Regions from separate parts of the Mus musculus genome. Here region 2 is linked to region 1. Evidence: chromatin contacts called from public HiChIP or PLAC-seq data. All regions are on one chromosome and are shown on one strand. Each heading gives the region's core, a stretch centred on a gene start, on an enhancer-like site or on the middle of the called end of the contact. The rest is flanking DNA. Distances are from core to core; before and after follow the strand shown. Region 1 overlaps Gm39714 (a long non-coding RNA gene). Region 2 has its middle 13 kb from the start of Gm32767.

The links. HiChIP or PLAC-seq counts read pairs in DNA pulled down with a chosen protein or histone mark.
Region 2: an H3K27ac HiChIP or PLAC-seq map of large pre-B cells shows a contact between it and region 1, with 3 times the contacts expected there. The contact joins two enhancer-like sites. A contact is called at or near these places in 1 of 15 datasets of contacts at CTCF or cohesin (embryonic stem cells), 1 of 484 Hi-C or Micro-C datasets (regulatory T cells), 3 of 115 datasets of contacts at active chromatin or transcription factors (embryonic stem cells and large pre-B cells) and 1 of 9 other capture datasets (embryonic stem cells).

What each region holds. Positions count from the first base shown.
Region 1 is chr1:180,871,555-180,876,680 of GRCm38.p6, forward strand. It overlaps Gm39714 (a long non-coding RNA gene), which reads right to left. Exons shown (of 3, transcript XR_865782.1): 3 at 3,958-4,021. It also overlaps the pseudogene Gm18036. Among named protein-coding and RNA genes, the nearest start is that of Gm39714, 11 kb to the right of the region's middle. Within about 2 kb of position 2,732, at least 32 of the 459 cell types and tissues checked have an H3K27ac peak or open chromatin away from gene starts, as enhancers often do.
Region 2 is chr1:181,524,064-181,529,189 of GRCm38.p6, forward strand. No RefSeq gene overlaps it. Among named protein-coding and RNA genes, the nearest start is that of Gm32767, 13 kb to the right of the region's middle. Within about 2 kb of position 2,233, at least 11 of the 459 cell types and tissues checked have an H3K27ac peak or open chromatin away from gene starts, as enhancers often do.

The DNA of each region.
Region 1 (5,126 bases), core at 1,482-3,981:
AAGGCAAGGCTTATAAGGGCAGCATTTACTTGGGGCTGGCTTACAGGTTCAGAGGTTGAGTCCATTATCATCCAGGTGGGAACAGGGCAGCATCTAGGAGGCATGGTGCAGGAGGAGCTGAGAGTTCTACATCTTCATCTGAAGGCTGCTAGTCTAAGACTGACTTCCAGGCAGCTAGGATGAGGGTCTCAAAGCCCATGCCCATGGTGACACACCTATTCCAACAAGGCCACATCCAATAGTGCCACTCCCTGGGCCAAGCATATACAAACCATCACATTCCACTCCCTTCCCCCCATAGGCTTGTTCAAACACAAGAGTCTTTGAGGGCCATACCTACCCATAGCATAATAAAAAATACATTTAGCTCAACTTCCAAAGCCCCCATAGTCTATAGCAGACTCAACAATGTTAAAAGTCCAAAGTTCAAGGACTCTTCTGAGATTGATCCAATCACTTAACTGTAATCCCCAAAGCAAGACCGGAAACCAGCTGGGCAAACTTCAAACTCTGCATCTCCATGTCTGAAGCAATGTGGTCTTCAAATCTCCAACTTCTTTTTCATCTTTGTTGACTGCAACAAACTTCTTTCCCCCCGGGCTGGTTCCACTCCCTGTTAGCAGCTTTCCTCAGCAGATAGCCTACAGCTCTGGCATCTCGAACATCTTGGTGTCTCCAAGGCAACTGAAACGCTAACAGCCTCTTGTTTCAATGTGTGGGATCCACACATGATCTTCTGGGCTCTTCTAAAGGGCTGGCATCTCTTCTCCAGCTCTGCCCTCTATAGTACTCTAAGCTCAGATTAATCCACTCCATTGCTGCTGCTTTTCTTAAGAGGTGGTCATCCCATGGTACTAGCATCTCTGACACACTTGGGTCTTCCACTACAACTAGGCTTCACCAATAGCTTCTCACAGGCTCTCTTCATGGTGTCAAGCCTCAACTCCTTTGCATGACCCCTTCAGTCCTAGGTTGTCAACTGCAACTGAGGCTGCACCTTCATCAATGGCCTTCCCTGGCCTTTCACAGTACCAAGCCTCAGCTGCTCTTCATGACCCCTTCATACCTTCAAAACCATTATTACCTGGGTGACTCTTACACATTTACCAAGTCCAGCTGCTGCACGAGGTACAACCTTGCCTATCTCATGGCTTCTTTGTACTTTCAGAAAACACTTCCCAGATTTCACCTAAGTGATACTGTTTTCTTCTTCTTCTTCTTCTTCTTCTTCTTCTTCTTCTTCTTCTTCTTCTTCTTCTTCTTCTTCTTCTTCTTCTTCTTCTTCGGTTTTTCTAGACAGGGTTTCTCTGTGTATGGCTGTCCTGAACTCACTCTAGACCAGGCTGGCCTTGAACTCAGAAATCTGCCTGCCCGTGCCTCCTGAGTGCTGGGATTAAAGGCGTGGGCCACCATGCCCAGCTGCTGTTCTCTTCTTAATCACCGCTAATTTCTTAGCTTCAGCTAACCAGCATCAATTGTGCCAATAGTCCCTTCTATTCTTGACTCTAAAGCCAGAGCCACATGGCTGAAGCTGGCAAGTTCTGCTGCTTGCTGGGGCTGGAACATGGCCCCCTTGATCTATTACATTATCACTTTCTGTTTTCCAACTCCTTCACTGCATAAGCTTGGCTGCCCTGGAACTTGCTCTGTAGACTGACTTTGAACTCAGAGATCTTCATTGCTCTGTCTCCTGAACGCTGTGATTAAAGGCATGTGCCACCATTGGAGACTTAAGCTTTTCTTCACCTAGAACCTGCTCTGTCCTAGGCCGGCCTTGAACTCAGAGAACTGCTTGACTATGCCTCCTGGGATTAAAGGGTTTTTTTCTACCAAACCTGGACCTAAATTTAGATGGGTGGGGTCTTGCCCCTAGGTCACCACTCCTTTAATTCAATTTAATATCTGTGAATACAGGATTCAGTTTCATTTCACTTCCTGATGCCCCATTATATTTTTCCTTTCTAAGCTTGCTACACTTGCTCAAAATGCTCTTCATGAGACTCAACTAGAGAACAAAGTCTATGCTGGGCGTTTCTCAGGCTTCCTTTGTCAGTACAATTAATATAAATCTTTTTACCTTAGGCTTAGAATCTTCAGACAAGGGCGAAAGGCAGCCACATTAGTCACCAAAATATCACAAAAACTGTCTCTTGGCCACATATTAAAATTCTCTGAAACCTCTAGAGCCAGGCTTCCACAGTTCAAATCATCCTTAGCAACGAAGTCTTCCATATTCCTGCTAGGATGGCCCACTAAGCCACACTTAAAACATTCCACTGCTTTCCAAATCCAAAGTCCCAAACATCCACAATCTTCCACACAAGAGCATGGTCAGGTCTATCACAGCAACGCACCATGCCAGGGTAGGCTTGATGCAGGGGGAGCTGAGAGTTCTACATCTTCATCTGAAGGCAAACAGAAGGCTTCCAAGCAGCTTGGACAAGGGTATTAAAGCCCACGCCCATAGTGACACACCTACTTAACAAGGCCACACCTCCTAATAGAGCCACTCCCTTGGCCCAGCATATACAAACCATCGCAACAGGCAGGGCTGCACAAAGACCCTGTCTGGAAAAAAAACAACACTAAACAAGAAAATTGTAGGATAGAAAGACTTCTTGTGGCCACTAGAGGGCGCTGTGTACCAAGTTACAAGGGAAGCCCAGAAACGGTGGGAGCCTGAGACAGTGCAGTGGGTCCACCACAGGCAGGGCACGGGGTTCCCAGAAGCCTGTGGCTCCCAACCCTACCTGCTGGGGGCAGTGCTGGTGCGGGAAGCCGGCCATATACCCAGACCTCTCTGTCTTTGCTTTTCTGATTCCACCTGTCTTCTTTCTAAAGGTCATGAATAAGTCACTTACAGGCAAGGCCAGCCTTCCACACAACACTGTTCCTCCTCCCTGACAAACGCTATTCTGACTATTTGCTGGTTTCTGTTTTGTTTTGTTTTGTTTTAGCTGGGAGGATTTGAAGATGTATAGAGTAGGTTCCACTGGTGTTTTATTTTTGTGCTATCAAGAAAAATCTTGGAGCTGGGTGTGGTGGCACACGCCTTTAATCCCAGCACTTGGGAGGCAGAGGCAGGCAGATTTCTGAATTTGAGGCCAGCTTGTTCTACAAAGTGAGTTTCAGGACAGCCAGGGCTTTACAGAGAAACCCTGTCTCGAAAAACCAAAAAAGAAAAATCTTGGACAAGTCTCCATTGCTCCAAGGCCTTGGTGTGGCTGGTCTCCAGATGTGTGGCCTTGGCTTCTGTATGGGACTCTGTCATTCATCATTGGGGTGGGGACAGCCCTTGTCCTGCTATAGAAGCAGCTCTGCTCGTCACTGCCTTCAGACCTCTGGTGAAGCTGGAGATTGTCACAAAGAGGACAAAGAACTTGATCTAGTACCAGTCAGACTCCTGTCAAAATTAAGGGTAACTGGTAGAAACCCAGAAGGTTCAAGGGCCAGGTCCTAGTGCCTAACACTGGTTATAGGACAAGACAACTAAGCAGAGTGGAGAGAGAATATAATAGCCCAGCAGCTGAGACTGTGCATCACTCTTCTACCTGACCCAGGCTCCATCCTCAGCACCCATGTCAGGAGTTCCAGCATCTCTGGCATCCATGGGTACCAGCGCTCAGGTATACATACACATCCAAGCAAGAAAGAAGACTCATACTGCCCCGTGGCTTCCGGAAGTCCCTGGTCCACCAGGTCACGGAGCTTGACATGACCCTGATGTGCAACAAACCTTACTATGCTGAGATCACTCACCGTGTTTCCTCCAAGACCCACAAGGGAAGAGTTGTGCAGCTGCCATCAGAGCCCCCCACCTCGGTGCCAGGTGCACAGTACATCTTATTTGTATGTAAATAAAACCACAAACACCCTCCCGCCCCCCCCACACACACTTCTGGGATATATGGTTTTGCGCATTTATTGGTGGTGTTTTAAAGTAACTTGCTTGAAGGTGCTGCGAGAGGAGCCGGAAGAGCAGCTGAAGTGAGGGACGGGATGGGTGGAATCCAGCTTCATCCTGGAAAATTAGAAAGCCGTTCGCTTTGCTTTCAGATTCTTCCAACTCAAGAGGCAAATAGCAAACCAGAGGCAGAGGTGCTTTGACCCGTGAGTTCTCTGCCCTCTGAACCTCAGTTTCGTTATGTGGGTGGGCCCTGCCTCAAACGGGGTTCTGTTAAAGCAAACCCGAGACAATGCAAGGTCTTGATTTTTACCCCCAGCATCAGGGCTCTCAGCACAGTAGTGCTCATTGTCGGTCCCAGGGTTGGGGATGTTTTCTTCTTCTTCCTTCTCTCCCCTCCATAAGTTGTAATAATGTAGGGATCCCCAGACACATCACCAGCACTTAGACTCATCTACTCTCTGGCAGCTTAGCAACTTTACTAAGCAGGACCTTATGACTGCCCCTTCACTGAGGCTCAAAAGGAAATAGTGTGTGTGTGTGTGTGTGTACCATGACCCAAGTGTCTGCAAAGGCTAGTTTCTGAAAGGTTTGTTTGAATCGAAACATGTTGGTCTTGGAGATCAAACTGGGGGTGTCAGACTTAGCAGCAAGCTCCTTTACCCACTGAGCCATCTGCTACCCTAAAACTTTTTTTTTCCACTTTTTTTTTTTTTTTGAGACAGGGTTTCTCTATGTAGCTCTGGCTGTCCTGGAACTCACTCTGGAGACCAGGCTGGCCTTGAACTCCGAAATCCGCCTTCCTCTGCCTCCTGAGTGCTGTGATTAAAAGTGTGCGCCACCACCGCCCGGCGCCCTGAAACTTTTTACGAGAAAATTAAACTGAAAAAACAGCGACTCAGAGCCAGGCGGTGGTGCACGTCTTTAATCCCAGCACTCAGGAGGCAGAGGCAGGTGGATCTCTGAGTTTGAGGCCACCTGGTTTATAGAGTGAATTCCAGGATGGCCAAGGCTACACAGAAAAGCCTAGACTCCAAAACCAACCCAAAACAAAAACCTGGTGCAGAGCGTGGGGTGCTAGTGCAGGACCATAACGCTCACACTTGGGACGTGTGGGTGAGTGGTTCTCTATGAGTTCAAAGACAGCCAGGGCTACCTAGTAATTTCTGGGCTAGCCAGGGTGGCATGGTGAGACACAAGGATTCATCTCCATCGCAACAAA
Region 2 (5,126 bases), core at 983-3,482, 650 kb after region 1:
CCTATTGCAGGCCAAGGCAAGACGGCCATCGTGAACAGTTAACACAGATGCAAAGACCAGGGGTTGAGGATTGGGAGTGTGGAAAGCAGAGGCCACAAGGAAAGACAAGAGGAAGGGAGGGGAGGGGGAAAGAGAAAACGAAGGGTGCATACACTAGCAAGCGTTTGCTGAAAGGACCCTGATATAGCTGTCTCTTCTGAGACTAGGCCGGGGCCTAGCAAACACAGAAGTGGATGCTCACAGTCAGCTATTGGATGGATCACAGGGCCCCCAATGGAGGAGCTAGAGAAAGTATCCAAGGAGCTAAAGGGATCTGCAACCCTGTAGGTGGAACAACAATATGAACTAACCAGTACCCCGGAGCTCTTGACTCTAGCTGCATATGTATCAAAAGATGGCCTAGTCGGCCATCACTGGAAAGAGAGGCCCATTGGACACGCAAACTTTATATGCCCCAGTACAGGGGAACACCAGGGCCAAAAAGTGGGAATGGGTGGGTAGGGGAGTGGGGGGGACGGTATGGGGGACTTTTGGGATAGCATTGGAAATGTAATTGAGGAAAATACGTAATAAAAAAATACTTAAAAAAAAAAAAAAGAAATTAGAGAGGCTGCCCGCTTCGGATAAGACACACAGATATGGACCTGGAGGCTGAGGCTCTGTGTAAACTGCACTGTGGAATCTCTGTGCCTAACAGCCTCTGCTCAGATCACCTAAACTGTAGCAACATCTATAGCTCTGCTCCTATACCAATAGGGACGCCAGGGGCTGCTGATATCTGGTGACTGCCTCCTGCTGTGTCTGGGAACAGCCCTGGAGAGCTAGCCTTGTGCCCATGTGGATATCCTGCTTCTCTGGATGCTGAGCAGAACAGCAAGTTGCCAAGTCCTGTTCCCAGTGGCTGAGGAGCAAGCGGGTGGCTCCGTCAGTGAGAAGGTAGGCTTAGGCTCAAAGCCACCACGCCCGACTGTGAGAGATGGTGGTCGCTGTGGTGCCTAAGGCTCATGATTCTTTCAGAGAAGCCCAGGAATGCTCTTTTTCACTTCTTTTAAAATCAAAAGGAAAGGCCAGGTATGGGGGTGCACGAATGTCAACGCAGCACTTGGGGGCTGGAGGCACGAGGCTAATTTGCAGTGAGACTTTGTCTCAGAAATAAGAGGCGGAAATATCAGTATGATGATAATACATTTATTACAAGAAACCCTGGGATATATTTAATCTTTGAATCATCACAGTGGTTAAGTATAGTGGTTCCTATGTTTGCTTGGAGTGGACAGAGACAAAGGGCTGTAGTGACAGAGCCGGGACTAGAGTCTTCCTCTGGTAGTGTTCTCCTGGTCTAAGCCAGTTGTTCGCAAAGATGTTGGAGCTGAAGATGGCTCTGTGGTTAAGAGCATGGTGTTCTCTCTCTCTCTCTCTCTCTCTCTCTCTCTCTCTCTCTCTCTCCCTTCCTCCCCCTCTTTTCCCCTCTTCCCCCTCTTTCTCCCTCTCCTTCTTTCTCCCTCTCCTCTCCTCTCTCCCTCCCTTTCATTCTCCCTCTCCCCATCTCTATTGTGTCTCCTCCTTTCCCTCTCCCCTCCTCTCTCATTCTCTTCGTTACCCTTTCTCTATCTCTTCGTCTCCCTCTCTCCCTCTTTTCCTCTCTCCTTTCTCTCTATCTATGTGAATGTGTCCTTTCTTCTCTCCTCTCCCCGCCCCTCTACCTCTCTCTGTCTTTCTCTCCCCCCCTGCTCCCCTCTCTCCCTCCACCACTCTGTTCTGTCTCTAGAAATAGTTACATTGAAGTTGTACTGCTTTGACTAGTAGAATTTGAGAACACTGAATGAAGGATTCGGTTTAGATTGTGAGGAGAACTTACTGGAATGTTTTTCAAGTCTCTTGCCTTTCCCTTAGCACGCTTTGTTATTGAAACATCTATTCTTGATCACGCTGAAGACAGCCACTCATTTGCTGCAAAGAACCCCAGGCAGAGGCTGGGGATACAGACCAGACTCTGAGCAGGCCTGTTGGGTCGTGGAGCGTGAAGGGCAATTATGAACATGAGGTCACATGGTGGGATGCAGTTCCCTGCATCTCTCTTACTTCTGTGAGTTTGTGTGACAAAGTAAACCTGAAGTTAGCTCTACGTGGGGGGAGTGGGGGGAAGGGAAGAGGTGTCTTTTCTGCTGCCTCCATGCATATGTAAACAAGATATGATCGCTGCCTTGGGCTGGCCCACTTGGGACTCAGTCAAGCATACTATTTTTTTTAACGTTCCTCCTGGGTGATTCTCACACATGGGGTGATGTTTGAGGCCCTTGAGAGATAGGACCTTCAGAATTTTCTTGCCTCTGAAAACTAGGGTTTGGAGGAAACACTTACACTGAATATTCTACAAGGCAAAATGACTAATTAGAATTCTCACTCTTGATTGTAGAAGGTTAGAATGTGGCAGCTCCAAAGCCAAATTATCTTGGGCTGTCCTCGGTCCCCTTATAGCGACCTCTGTGTCTGACCTGATTATCTCTGATTATCAGTCAAACTTTTGTAGTGTATTCCCAGCAGATCAATAATTGCCCCTCCAGTCCCAAAAGCTAGGAATGTCATCAGTTAGCATCGGAGTCTACAGCAGAGGTTTTTGCTGCTTAGCTGTAACTCGCCTATCTGTGGCCTCCACCAGTCTATTTAGTAACCACCTTGATTTATAGCTTCTTTTTGTTCTGTATCTGCTGAGAGCTTTTGTAATCACTTGCATGTTGGAATATTGTAATTATCATCCTGAATGCATGGCTCACGTGACAGTCATCATATTTGGCTCAAGAATAAGCTGTCTCTGCTTTCCTTGAAGTGAAAACTGTGTTTTACAGTTGTGCCTCTCAGTATTAAATCAATAGTTTTTTTCCTAAAGTTTACCACCCCCCTCCACTGAGATGATGAGAAATTGCAGCATTTGAGAGAAACTTCAATTGAAAACTTTTTACTTTTAGAAACTTCTCAAAGTAAGACACATGAACTCAGTGGAAGGTGAATTTATGACTTCTCATTAGTATTCAGAAATTGAGAATAACATAAGGAACTCAGTGGAGTTAGAGGTCTGGACTCCTTGGAAATCTACTAAACTCTTTCTGGGACACATAGAGGAAGTGCTGGTTGCATTTAATTAAAAACAATGTTTTACATTGCTGGATCTGCAGCAGAACTGTGTTAGGTCCTGTGGGCCAGCAAAAGAATTAAATGGTCATGTTTATAGTGTGCTTGTAAATTTACAGGGGAGGTGGCCAAAGGGACACATGGCATTAAATGGTCACCAAAGGCACACATAATAAATCATAATGTGTTCTTGGAGGGGGGCTGTGACCCCTGCTTTCCCTCCCCAGGGCTTTTCCTCATCATTGCCATTTCTTCTATATGAGAGGTGTGGTCAGGGTTCCTCGTGTGCGTGTGTGCGTGCATGTGTGCGCATGTGTGTGTGTATGCCAGTGTCTCAGTGTATCAGTATGTGTTTGTCAGCCACTGTTAGTGTTTATGTGGCAGTGTGTGTACGTCAGCCAGTGTGTTTGTGTGGCAGTGTGTGTCACTCTGTGTGTGTGTCTGTGTGTGTATCTGTATCTGTGTGTGTCACTGGATGTGGGTGTGAGTCAATGTCAGGGTGTCAGAGTATGTATCTGTGTCTATATCAGTAGTGTGTGTGTCTGTGTGTGCAAGTGTCAGTGTTTATGTGTATATGTCAGTGTGTGTGTGCCAGTGTGTGTGCCAGTGTGTGTCAGTGTGTGTCAGTGTGTGTGTTAGTATCTGTGTGCATGTGTGTATGTCAGTGTGTATGTGCCAGTGTGTGTGTGTCTGTGTATGTGAGTGTCACTGTGTCTGTGTGAGTATCTCTGTGTCAGTGTGTGTGTGTCTGTGTCTGTGTGTCTGTGTATGGATATGGCCCCATGTGAGTATAGTTGCCTGAGGAGTTCAGAGGATGTTGGATGAACATGTAAGAACATGTAAGCTGCCATGTGGGTAACAGAAACAAAACTTAGGTTTCCTGCGAGAGCAGCAAGTGTTCTTAATGGCTCAGCCATTTCCCCAGCCCCTCGTGTGAAGTGAAGTGACTTACAGAAATGTAATGTGTTGTTTGTCTGATAAGAAAATGCAGCTTTGGCTGTGTGAGATGCCAATCTGGAGAGTTCTGAAGCCCTGAGAGGATTCCTCACCTAGCATCTCTCTGTAGCCCTAAATACCCTGCACTCCACGATGGAGCTTAGAGACAGGAAAGGCTCTGCTATCTGAAAGGCTAGCCTTGAGTGAACACATTCCTGTATTGCATCACCCTGGAACTAGAGTTTCAGGGGTTTGTGAGCTGCCTGACATGGGCGCTGGGAACTGAACACTGGTCCTCTTCAAGAGCAGCATGCACAGCCTTCTCTCTAGCCCTTGAGCCACTTTTAGCTCTCTCAAAAACCTTCTGAGTTAGGTGTTTGTATCGATCCTTTCAGGAGGGGAAAGTGGGCATAGAGCCACAGCCTACTAAATGCTGGGGCTGATATTTGAACTCTGTCCAGCCCCTGGCTCATGCACAGTTTGGGGGTGGGGGGTGGGGGTGGGTATGAAGCTGTAGGAGTAGAATTCAGTCTAGGACATGCTTGCTGCAGTAAGCCATTTTCCATCTGGCACCACCCAATAGTGAAGCCTGACAGGCGTGGCCTTTCTTCAGAGGTAGCAAAAAGTGAAGACAGGAGACACAAGGAACACAGTGCATTTGTGGAAGAAAAGTCCCAGCTCTGACCTACAGGGCTAGCAGGTGCTTCTTTGAGCTCAACGGCCTTGAACAGGGTGTTTGCCTTCTCCGGGATAAAGGATGTGGGAGAAGTCCTTCAAACTGGAATGGGCAGTGTAGAGAGGTGGAGGAGAGAAAGCTACCTTGTCCCCACAGACAGAGGGAGACACAACGAAGGGTAGGGAGGGAGACCTTAGGTACAGCAAGTACAGCAGGGACTTTGTGGGGGACCAACGTTGGAGTTTTATAAAAATTAATCTTTAGGGCAGAGACTCTCTAAGCAGGAAGTAGGAATAGAGAGCCATACAGTATAAGTTATATGCCAAACATGGAAGACGGAAAGGGTCCAATATCAAGTAGACACTCACACTGCTTGTCTGTGAGG